Linked DNA regions of Zea mays: region 1 is linked to region 2. Evidence: chromatin contacts called from public HiChIP or PLAC-seq data. All regions are on one chromosome and are shown on one strand. Each heading gives the region's core, a stretch centred on a gene start, on an enhancer-like site or on the middle of the called end of the contact. The rest is flanking DNA. Distances are from core to core; before and after follow the strand shown. Region 1 holds the start of LOC542553 (ferritin 1). Region 2 holds the start of LOC100277294.

Evidence for each region. HiChIP or PLAC-seq counts read pairs in DNA pulled down with a chosen protein or histone mark.
Region 1: an H3K4me3 HiChIP or PLAC-seq map of leaf shows a contact between it and region 2, with 2.5 times the contacts expected there. The contact joins the promoter of LOC542553 here to the promoter of LOC100277294 in region 2. A contact is called at or near these places in 2 of 25 Hi-C or Micro-C datasets (both in leaf) and 1 of 3 datasets of contacts at active chromatin or transcription factors (leaf).

Annotation. Positions count from the first base shown.
Region 1 is chr4:188,947,083-188,952,564 of Zm-B73-REFERENCE-NAM-5.0, reverse strand. LOC542553 (ferritin 1) reads left to right here and starts at 1,368. Exons shown (of 8, transcript NM_001112093.2): 1 at 1,368-1,769; 2 at 2,014-2,097; 3 at 2,182-2,242; 4 at 2,327-2,414; 5 at 2,855-2,916; 6 at 3,039-3,104; 7 at 3,190-3,253; 8 at 3,348-3,794. The coding sequence starts at 1,474. The coding sequence ends at 3,391.
Region 2 is chr4:188,747,795-188,753,664 of Zm-B73-REFERENCE-NAM-5.0, reverse strand. LOC100277294 reads left to right here and starts at 3,435. Exons shown (of 2, transcript NM_001150899.2): 1 at 3,435-3,599; 2 at 4,903-5,870. The coding sequence starts at 4,971.

The sequences.
Region 1 (5,482 bases), core at 119-2,618, 200 kb before region 2:
CTGAACCGAGCCGGCCCGTCTGGCCCATTTGACATCTATAACTGTACCCAACAGCTAGTTGATGAACAGAGACAAGGCGTGTGTCCACATGCAGACGTGGATGACGAGGACGGGTGTGGTGGTAGGCACCGGGCCAATCTGGTTCAGAGCGCGCGTGAGGTCGCCACGCGCTAGTGAGCTGAGTCATCAGTTGCTAGCGAGATCTGAAGGTACAGCCAACAACCATTCAGACGGGTGCGGTGGTCCTTCACTCCAACAAACAGCCTTGGAATTCTATGTGTGTCCTGTCGCAACCACGAATCTTCATCTTATCTCCTCCATCCTTGCTCGGGTCATCATCAGAGGCGTGTGCCGGCCGCACGACCACTTTTTTTATTTTATTTTATTTTAAATATACGTCAGGTTTGTTGAAATAATAACGTGCTGCCGTTAATTAGATGAACTGGACGATATAAATTCCAACACCTACAAGTCTCGTGGTTATCCTTTGCTGCTCTGCATTTACATTGAATACTAGGGGTCTGTTTAGTTTAGCTTCCTAGACCGGATTCGTTGTAAAAAATCTGAATTAACTATACAACAGAATAGATTTTTCATATTCATCTCTTCCATCTTACAAAAATGTCACGTTCTTATAAAATCTATAGTTGACAGTTATTTCAATCAAACAAAATAAAGATTTTCCACAATTGTTAATGTTCGAGGAGATTTTCAACATTCTCAACCAAAGGGGTGGTGTCTGTATGCACCACTTCTCCACCACCAAATTTAAAGCCATTCAAAAAAAATTATGTCTGTGACTGCACAAAGTTTGGTGAAATTGATGAAACGGGCCATCCGAAGCTTCGGAAACTATGAAACTGAAGTTGCAAACTTTAAAACATTTTGATAAGTCATTTTTATTTAAATTATTTTTAAAAACTATTTAAATTTATATTATACACCACGGCTTCACGTCAAAACTAGAACCTAGAACAATGCCAGACTCCTTATGGTATCCCTGCCTCATGGGAAAATAAGTTCTAGGACAAGGGGAAATTTGAGTTTATTTAGGGCTAGTTTGGGAACACTAATGTTTCATGAGATTTTCATTTTTCCAAGGGAAATTAATTTATTTTCCATTGGGAAAATGAAAATCCCATAGGAAATTAGTATTCTCGAACTAACCCTTGTAGTAACGGCGTATACCAAAGGAAAAGCTCAAAAAAAATGGACGCCTCCACCATCCAGAAATATCTCCCCAGTCCCCCGCCCGCCACGAGCCCTCCACGCGCTCCCTCCGCCTTCTCCAAATCTCAGCCGTCCACGTGTCTCCAATCTGCTACCCCCACGCGCCTATATTTATCCCTTTCGTTCCTCCAAGGCACAGCCGCACAATCCATCCATCCATCTATTCTCCAGTCCACCCATTCCATTCCACTACCCACGCGCAGAATTCACGCGAACGCACACGCACCCACACGACACATCCAGATGATGCTTAGGGTTTCCCCGTCCCCGGCCGCCGCGGTGCCAACCCAGCTCTCCGGTGCGCCCGCGACCCCTGCTCCCGTCGTCAGGGTGGCGGCGCCGCGCGGCGTCGCCTCGCCGGCCGCTGGCGCCGCGTGCAGGGCCGCGGGCAAGGGGAAGGAGGTGCTCAGCGGGGTCGTGTTCCAGCCCTTCGAGGAGATCAAGGGGGAGCTCGCCCTCGTGCCCCAGTCCCCAGACAAGTCGCTCGCGCGCCACAAGTTCGTCGATGACTGCGAGGCCGCCCTCAACGAGCAGATCAAGTAAGTGCTACTGTTACCGCACACTGCTCTGCTCTGCTATGCTCCTGCTTGCGTTCAGATTTTAGGATTTATGTGTGCTGTCTGTTAAGATGCTCTTACCATATTAGGCTATTTTTTGGGTGTTATCTGTCAGCCATTCCATCCATCTGTGAGATTTGATTTCGATTCAGCTCCACTAACCGAATAACAAATGTCTCCATACGACACCAATTTGACTCTGGAACCTCTCTCTCTGGCCGTGCAGCGTGGAGTACAACGCCTCGTATGCATACCACTCCCTCTTCGCCTACTTCGACCGCGACAACGTGGCTCTCAAAGGATTTGCCAAGTCAGTCGTCGCCTCTCGCCACCAAGTTCGGCTATCCATACCGATTTTACGTTTTCCTCTCTAACGATGATGTGGTTCTTCCAGGTTCTTCAAGGAATCCAGCGACGAGGAGAGGGAGCACGCTGAAAAGCTCATGGAGTACCAGGTATCATTTGACCCTCTGGTCCGTTCCATTCTGCTACATGCCAATACGTGCTGTGCGGTACTGACGGGACAATGCGCCTGCCAGAACAAACGTGGAGGCAGGGTGAGGCTCCAATCGATTGTGACGCCTTTAACCGAGTTTGACCACCCTGAGAAAGGAGATGCTCTGTACGGTAAGTTGCCGCTCATTTTCTTGCTTCTTGTTTGCCGGTTCTGACCTCTGGTTTAGGATAGGATCTGAATGCCCAAGTGCCTCAGAGGAGAGTCTGCGTGTGTGGTACTGGTAGTCTGGTAATGGTAGAGCAAGGAAAGTAACAAAAGCTCGCGGTTGTCCAGAACTGGAATTTATTCTGCGTCTGAACATAGTTGTATGACTGTATGAGTTGAAGCTTTCAGTATGTGCATCGATGGATGATGATAGATTCAAAGACTGGTAGCAATTCTACAAATTTAGGACGACTTATATAGAATAGAAGGCTAGCTATTGTTAGTAAATGTTTGGTTATGTATCAAGCTATGTTGTAGTTATGTTCATGCTTGAGCTTGACATAGTTGGAAGCTAATAATCTGTTGTCTATTTCTGATATGTGCCTCTCTTTTTTATTGATTTCAGCTATGGAGCTGGCTCTGGCCCTGGAAAAGCTGGTCAATGAGAAGCTGCACAACCTGCATGGTGTAAGTTGCATTCTTGCAGAGAAATATATATTGCGTGCTTTGCTCAAGGCATACATAGAAAATCTATGGGCAAATATAAGTTGAATAACTGTTGAGTCACTGCATGCTGTTGTAATTAACAGGTGGCAACAAGGTGCAATGATCCTCAGCTGACAGACTTCATCGAGAGTGAGTTCCTCGAGGAGCAGGTAAATGCAACCAAGCATATGATGTGTATAGTTTACGTTGTATTCTTAGCTGAACGAAAATTTCGGATTTTTTTTCTTTCGAAAGGTGGAAGCCATAAACAAGATCTCCAAGTATGTCGCCCAGCTGAGGAGAGTGGGCAAGGGGCACGGTTAGTCTGTTGCTGAACTTGGTTTAATGTGCTATGTCTCAGTGCTCGAAGTTACCCCTAGTTGATATTGTTGAGATGTGATACTTGCGTACAGGGGTGTGGCACTTCGATCAGATGCTGCTTGAGGAAGAGGCCTAAAAAGAAGAACGGACAGATGAATGAAGGAAACAAGTGTGTAATGTTGATCAGGCGGAGGAATAATAATGGGTCAACTGACAACTCTGGGTCGGTGGATTTGTAGTTGGTTTGGGTTTTTTAGTTGTAGAACGGTGTTGCCCTCCTAGAGAGGGATGAACACATTATGCATGCGATGTGTCAGTTCGGTCGGTGCTATGCTCGTTGGGATTTGATTGTCGGAAATAAAACATGGGTGATGAATGTGTACCCTCCCTAATCTATGAAGTTGAGAAAGCCCTGCGGGTGTAGGTGGATTTGTAGAGGTTTTTCTTCAGTTGGTTAGGTTCGCTGTTGCCTACCTCATTTGCCCCTAATCATCATCGCCGTAATTTATTTATAATAAAAAAGATCCAGCTTTTCCCCCTCTCATGGCTGATTTGTAGAGGCCGCGCTGTAGTCGGAGACTCGAGGAGGAGCCCGAAGCGGTCAGGGAGCTCGTGTAGGACTGTAGGGATGAAAATCATCGAAAACATATATTTATTCAGTTTATTTATAGAATCTGCAATATAATTTTATGTTCTTGTAATGATTCACAAAAGGTAATCCTTAAAATTTTCAAATATCTTCTTAAATTATAGATATAAAATTCGAATATTTTTTGAAACATCTTATAATCAGTTTCTTAATCGTAGTTCAGCACAATCTCATTTATTTAGTGAGCCATTGTATATGATGCTATTTTTTGAAACTTATAGACATACATGGATCCATATTTTCAATTAGTAATTAAATTCTATAAGTTTACTTTGCTAAACTGTCATTGTATAATGGCGTACAAGTCTTTATATGAATACAAACTTTAGTACATTTTAAAATATACATGTGTTAAATGTTGAACATAAAAAATTAGTATAAATATTAAGTTTTTTCATTATTGATAAGTATTTACTATGTGACGCTAAATTATTGGTTCTCACGCGCTTTGCTATAGCATATTTTTTTAAAAAATAAAAAATATAGAATTATTGTACATTTCATTTAAAAAAAATATGTGCACCTCAACTATAGAACTTATTTGCGGTTTCATTTTTCTATTATTGTATGTTCTGGTTTTCAATAACATATTTAACATTTAAGAAATGTTCAAACTTACAACTAGGTCTTGTATCTTTTTGATTGATGAGTTTTGAAATATCCTTAAATTCCTCTCGGATACTCTTTGCGGCCCATCCTGTATTGTGGCCCGTCTCAGTCCCTGCTAAAATACGAAGATAACACCATAGTTGAGACCAGATCGACGTTTGAAGACGAGACGACCACCAATGATGCCGCCAACGTGAAGCATTCCCTCGCGGACAAATCGCCATTCACGCTGGTTGACATCAAGCGAGCCATCTCGCTCTGTCCGTGCTTTGGCCGCCGTTGGCAAGAGGCCACGTCTGGAGCTTGCTGACCTTGTCTTGGGCGGCCACCACGTCGGGCACTTGGCTACCTCTACACTGATTGCCTCAGGTTGTCACCGTAGTTAACGGGGGACGAAGGAAGTCAGGGGAAGGTTTTTAAAGTGGTTTTGCGGCTGGTGCGAGGTAGCCATACTAGAGATAGCAATGGGGACCCGATCCCCGATTCCCCGCGGGGAATGCCTCTATTAGGGGATGAGGATAGGACGTTTCTTCCCCCACGGGGATGTAAACGGGGAGAAATTCTCCCCCGACGGGTAAACGGAGACGGGGATGGAGAAGCATTCCCCATCCCCGTTCCCCGCGGGGACCCGTTAAACGTACATGTGACAATGATTTCATGTAATAGTTAATGATAAAAAATAAAGAATTACCTTGTCAAGAGATTACCCGTTGTACAAATACATTGATTTTAATGTGCACAAAATGATTTTTACATCTAACAATGTGTATAAGTGATAATGTTTTACATTAATAACAATAAAGTACAGTTTAATTATAATTTAAGCGGGGATGGGGATCCCGACGGGGATTTATCCCCGCGGGGAAGGGGATGAGGAAGAAATGTCCCCCGCAAGCGTTCGTGGGGATCCCCGCGGGGAATTTTTTTCGTCGCTGGGATGGGTTTGGGGAGCTAAAACCCGACGGGGAA
Region 2 (5,870 bases), core at 2,186-4,685:
ACGGCCACCATTGTCACTGTCGCGAGGCGGAGGAAGGAGTACCATGTCATAGCTGCCGTCGAGGGACATGAACTCAAGACTCCCGAAACAGAGAATCGTCCTAGGTTGGAGAGGTTGCTGGAGACTACCCATCTGGAGCTTGACGGGAAGCTGTTCGTCAACACGCAGCAGGCCCCTACCTGGCGCGCCAACTGTCGGCGTTTCGACCCCAGGGGGTCCCTGGACCGACGAGTAAATTGTCACCGCGTGTCCCAGCCTAGATGGGTCGGCGCGAGACGGAGCACGAAGGGGGGAAGGAGACAGGCAAAAGGGGAAACCCGCGGCCTTCGTGTTGTCCTGCGCCCAGGTCGGGTGCGCTTGCAGTAGGGGGTTACAAGCGTCCGCGTGGGAGAGAGCGAGAGACTTACGCGTTGGCCCGTTCTCCCGCGCGGCCAACCTTCTCGTACGAGAGCCCTGGACCTTCCTTTTATAGGCGTAAGGAGAGGGTCCAGGTGTACAATGGGGGGTGTAGCAGTGTGCTAACGTGTCTAGCAGAGAGGAGCTAGAGCCCTAAGTACACGCCGTCGTGGCAGTCGGAGAGGTTTTCGCACCCTGTTCATGTGATGTCGTGGCCGTCGGAGGAGCGCTGGAGCCTTGCGGAAGGACAGCTGTCGGGGCTGTCGAGTCCTTGCCGACGTCTCCTTGCTTCCGTAAGGGACTGAGAGCCGCCGTCGTCATGGAGCATGCGGGGCGCCATCATTACTTGTTTACTGGGACGAGCCAGATGGGACGCCGGTCTTGTTCCCTGTAGCCTGAGCTAGCTAGGGGTAGGGTAATGATGGCCCCCCCTGTGACGTGGTGGGTCCGAGCCCTAGGTCGGGCGAGGCGGAGGCTCCTCCGAGGTCGAGGTTGAGTCCGAGCCCTGGGATCGGGCGAGGCGGAGTTCGTCGTCTTCCAGAGCCGAGGCTGAGTCCGAGCCCTGGGGTCGGGCGAGGCGGAGTTCATCGTCTTCCGGAGTCGAGGCTGAGTCCGAGCCCTGGGGTCGGGCGACGCGGAGTCCATCGTCTTCCGGAGCCGAGGCTGAGTCCGAGCCCTAGGGTCGGGCGAAGCGGAGTTCGTCGTCCAGTGTCGAGGTTGAGCTCGAGCCCTGGGTCAGGCGGGGCGGAGCTTCCTATGGCGTCCGAGGCTGGACTTAGTTGCTGTCAGCCTCACTCTGTTGAGTGGCGCAGCAGTCGGAGTGACGCAGGCGGCACTGTTTTCTTGTCAGGTCGGTCAGTGGAGCGGCGAAGTGACTACGATCACTTCGGCTCTGTCGAATGAAGAGCGCGCATCAGGATAAGGTGTCAGACGATCCTTGCATTAAATGCTCCTGCGATACGGTCGGTTGGCGTGGCGATCTGGCCAAGGTTGCTTCTCTGCGAAGACTGGGCCTCGGGCGAGCCGAAGGCGTGTCCGTTGCTTGAGGGGGCCCTCGGGCGAGATGTGAATCCTCCAGGGTCGGCTGCCTTTGCCCGAGGCTGGGCTCGGACGAGGCGAGATCGTGTCCCTTGAGCGGACTGAGCCTTGACCTTAATCGCGCCCATCAGGCCTTTGCAGCTTTGTGCTGATGGGGGTTACCAGGTGAGATTAGGAGTCTTGGGGTACCCCTAATTATGGTCCCCGACAAATGGATCGTTCTATAAAAAAATTATAGGATTTTTAGGAACTCAATTCTTCTTTGTTCCAAAGGGGTAAGCTTTCTATATTCATAATTACTAGCTGAGTGCCCGTGCGTTGCGACGGTAATATATAATACCAGTATACTACGATAACTTATATATAAAATGTGTGTTATATTGTTATGAGAAAATGTTTCATAATCAATTTGTGATCCTAGTCATACATAAATTTTGTTATTTTAATCTAGTTGTTTCACCACTACATTGCAACCATCAGTATCATGCAGACTTCGATATATGCCACGATTTGTATGGTCTCATCATTGGAGAGCACGTTCCATATATGCTGGAAGAAATTTCCTCGTACATCATTAGTCATCAAACACGCACCACCATACGCTCTTGCTTAAACAAAAAGGTAAATGTATGTGTTTGCGAAGAGAATTAAAGGCAGGTCGGCACAAAAGCTACCCTGACGGTGGCGAGGATGACGAACTGGTCACTATTGTCGATCCTCCTCTGCGTCACCTCCGACGCTAAGATGACGCCACAATCCTCGATATAGTAGTCGTCGAACGCGCGCGACATGACGAGTACCGATGACTCTTGGTTGGGCTGCCAAACGAAGTGTACCCCGGGCTCATCAGCGAGGTAGTACCCATGGCCGTTGCACCACCAGATGCGCTACTCCACTACATACATCATGTTCGAGGACACTCACACAACGTCAGCAACGTCCATCGTCCCAGCGCACAAGAATTCATGTCCGGTCAGTAGCGACTTACGTGGTAGGTTGAGCTTCAGGTGGACGATGAGCTAGACGACGTGATGGCATCGTCGTCGGATGCGGTGTCCAGAACAACCCGAGAGTCGTCGATGTTGGCGACAACCATGAGGCCTCCCTGCTTAATGATGGACAGCGCGGTGCAGCTGCTCTGGACCGCGTCCAAGTGGTGGCTTCGCGGGAGCTTGTCGTACACAGCGGCGCATGCGACCACGTAGGACTGCTTCTAGAGGTCGAACTGACAGTCGCCAAGCTTCTTCTCGTCATCGATGAGCGACGCCAACGTGAGTGCCTCCTGCTCATGGTGTTTGTTCGGGGTTTCAAGTAAGAAACATGGATTCATGCTTGGTGTTGGTTTATGAAAATGACTCAGAAGTCTGATCTATGGAAAAAATAGTACGAAGAAAAATGTCACGCATGCAAAAAAAGGAATTTAAGTATAATACATTATTCAAACAAAAGAAATTGCATGCAAAGCTCTTCTTTAAATAATATTACATCCATCCAAAAATCTAATTCAAGAATCTCGGTGATACTTATCTACTACTACGCATTGTGCAAGGGTAGCAAGTGAGCTTGGTGAGAGATGTAGTAGATGTGTTTCCTGTCATAGATGTAGACATAAACACATATGTGGTGTAGTGATAGCTACTCTTGGCCTTTGCTAAGAGGTCACGAGTTCAAATCCCTTTGAGGACATGTGTTTTTTTTTAATTTTAGCTAGACGTGGGCTGTACGGGGGAATGAGAATGGGAATGAGCTTTGCGGGAGGAGGGAATGAGAAAGACAGAATAAAGAAAACGGGAATGGCAGAACATGAATGATGACAGAACACGGGAATGACCAACTACTCTTGCAGCCTTAATAGTAGTAGAGATTTCACTTTTTCTTTGTTTTTTCTTCCTCCCAGCAGTGCCGCAATTGCAGGGCCCAAACCCAAGAGTCCAGCAACAGTGCCACGATCCAAAGACAGGCTCCGCCACTGCAGGTGGCCCCCCAGAGCGAGGCCGGACATCCCTTTCCTTTCCTTCACCTCACTCGCTCTCTCGCCTCTCTCTCCGTGCGGTGACTGACTGGGCAACCGCCACCGCCCTCCCCCTCCGTCGGGTCTTCGCCGGCGCCACCAGCGACGACTGGGCGGTCTGTGTCCCTCTTCGCCGGAGACGATCACCCACCAGGTATGCCCGCTCCCTTCTCTCCCTTCCCTTCCTTCCTTTCCGAAGCGGAGCACCCCAAACCCTAAGCTATCTGAACCCGGATCTGACCATGATTCCTACTAGCTTCGAGTTTTTTGCAAGAAACAACGGGTGCACGTATCCTGGATTCACTACTTTGTGCATCAATGCTGCTGTTGATTAGGACTAGAGCTGCAGGCTGCTGTAGACTAGACTTCGCGTGGAAGCAAGGTACGATTAGGTTTCACGTGGTTCTTGCTTCGCTTTGGGACCACTCTCTAGTCAGTACCATGTGTCTGTGATATGCGCGACAGGGAACCTTGTCCATCTGGGAACTCTACCTGCATATATAGAGGGAAGGAAATTGGTATGGGCGTCTGCGGTTATGGTTCATGTGTTTATAGTTCCTGGCGACAAAAAATAGAGAAACAGTTTCACTTTAGCGAATGAGCTCCAACTAATCAATGTTTTTAGTGCTCCGTAATTCCAGCCCGTCATATATTTTTTCGTTTCTGTTTACCTTTGGCCTAAGTTGTGGGGATCTATTGTTCAATTCGGATTGCAGCAACCAATGCATGCCATATTGTACTTTGAAACTGTTCCAACTGGCACCTAAAGTGTCACTACTCTTTGAGGGGCTGATTTCTCTGCCAAGTCCAATTACATCTGTCATCAGATACCTATTGCTAGGATGCTGGGCGCACCATGTGTTTGGCTCACTCTGTACATCAAGTTTATAAGTACATGTACGATGCAATGAAAAAGTAAAAAATAAATTGTCAAGTCTTCTTCTTAGTTGTTTTGTTTGTTCAGCAGCGCATGCATAGCGTAGCATTAGCATTACCCAAGGAAAGGCATTGTTACTACCTGTGTATAGAGGGAATTAAATGCTATGTGTGTTAGAGGTTATGATCCCTGAGCTGTTGTGTAGCAAGTAGCATGGATATGGGGGCACGTGGATCAGTATTGGGCATATAGAAGTGGATACTGCAGCTTCTGAAAGAACCAAATGTATAGATATGTTTTAGTATTTTACATAATTTACATAAATAAATAATGAGATACAATATAATTTTGAAGGCAGTAGCAGCCTAGCAGGAACTATAAATTAGCTTCCAATATAGCCACTTTGGTCTTGTGCAGTTTCCAAATTTCCATTTAACCAATATAGTTTTGAATCATTTGTAGTACAATAGTTTTGAACCATCCATACGTTGGCCGGACAACCCAGCCTGAACTACTACTATCAAGTTTGCATCTCTTGTTCTAAAAAATCTGTGACCTGAACTGAATAGTTGCTTTGCAGGTGGATGTCGATTTTTTGGTTGACAAGTTGAAGGTTACGAACTACTTTGATCCTGAGGTGAAGAAGTAATGATCCGCCCAGGCTCAAGGGACTCGCAAAATTATGATAACAATAATCAAAGAGTTCATCCGCAACCAGTTGATGAGAACATGAATCAGAACGGGGACTCAGTGGACACTATGATCGGGAGGATATTCAACAACATATCCTCTTTAAAATCTGCATACATTCAGCTGCAGGAAGCCCACACCCCATATGACCCTGACAAGATCCAGGAAGCTGATAAACTTGTCATAGAGGAGCTTACAAATCTTTCAGAGCTCAAGCATGCTTACAGAGAAAAACATCCTAAGCCAATAGCTGCATCCCCTCAAGATTCACGCTTGCTCTCTGAAATACAAGAGCAGCAGAATTTGTTGAAGACCTACGAGGTCATGGTAAAGAAGTTCCAGTCCCAGATCCAGACTAGAGACACTGAGATAACCCATTTACAGCAGCAAATTGATGAAGCTAAACTTCGGAAATCAAAGCTAGAGAAGAAACTGAAACAGAGGGGCCTACTTAACAGGGAGTCAGAGGAATCTGACGAAGAAGAGAACTACTTTTCCATTGAATTGACGCCAAGTTTGTTTACATCTGCTGTCGATAATGCATACCAGTCCATACATGAATTTTCAAAGCCTTTGATCAACATGATGAAGGCTGCAGGTTGGGATCTTGATGGGGCTGCCAATGCGATCGAACCTGGTGTGGTTTACACAAGAAGGGCTCACAAGAAGTTTGCTTTTGAATCCTATATTTGCCAAAGAATGTTCAGTGGGTTCCAAGAGGAGAGCTTTTCTATCAAGGATTCTAACATCAGTGTTTCCAATGAGGCTTTCTTCCACCAATTCCTTGCAGTGCGAGCCATGGATCCTCTGGATGTCCTGAGCCAGAACCCTGATTCAGTATTCGGAAAGTTCTGTAGA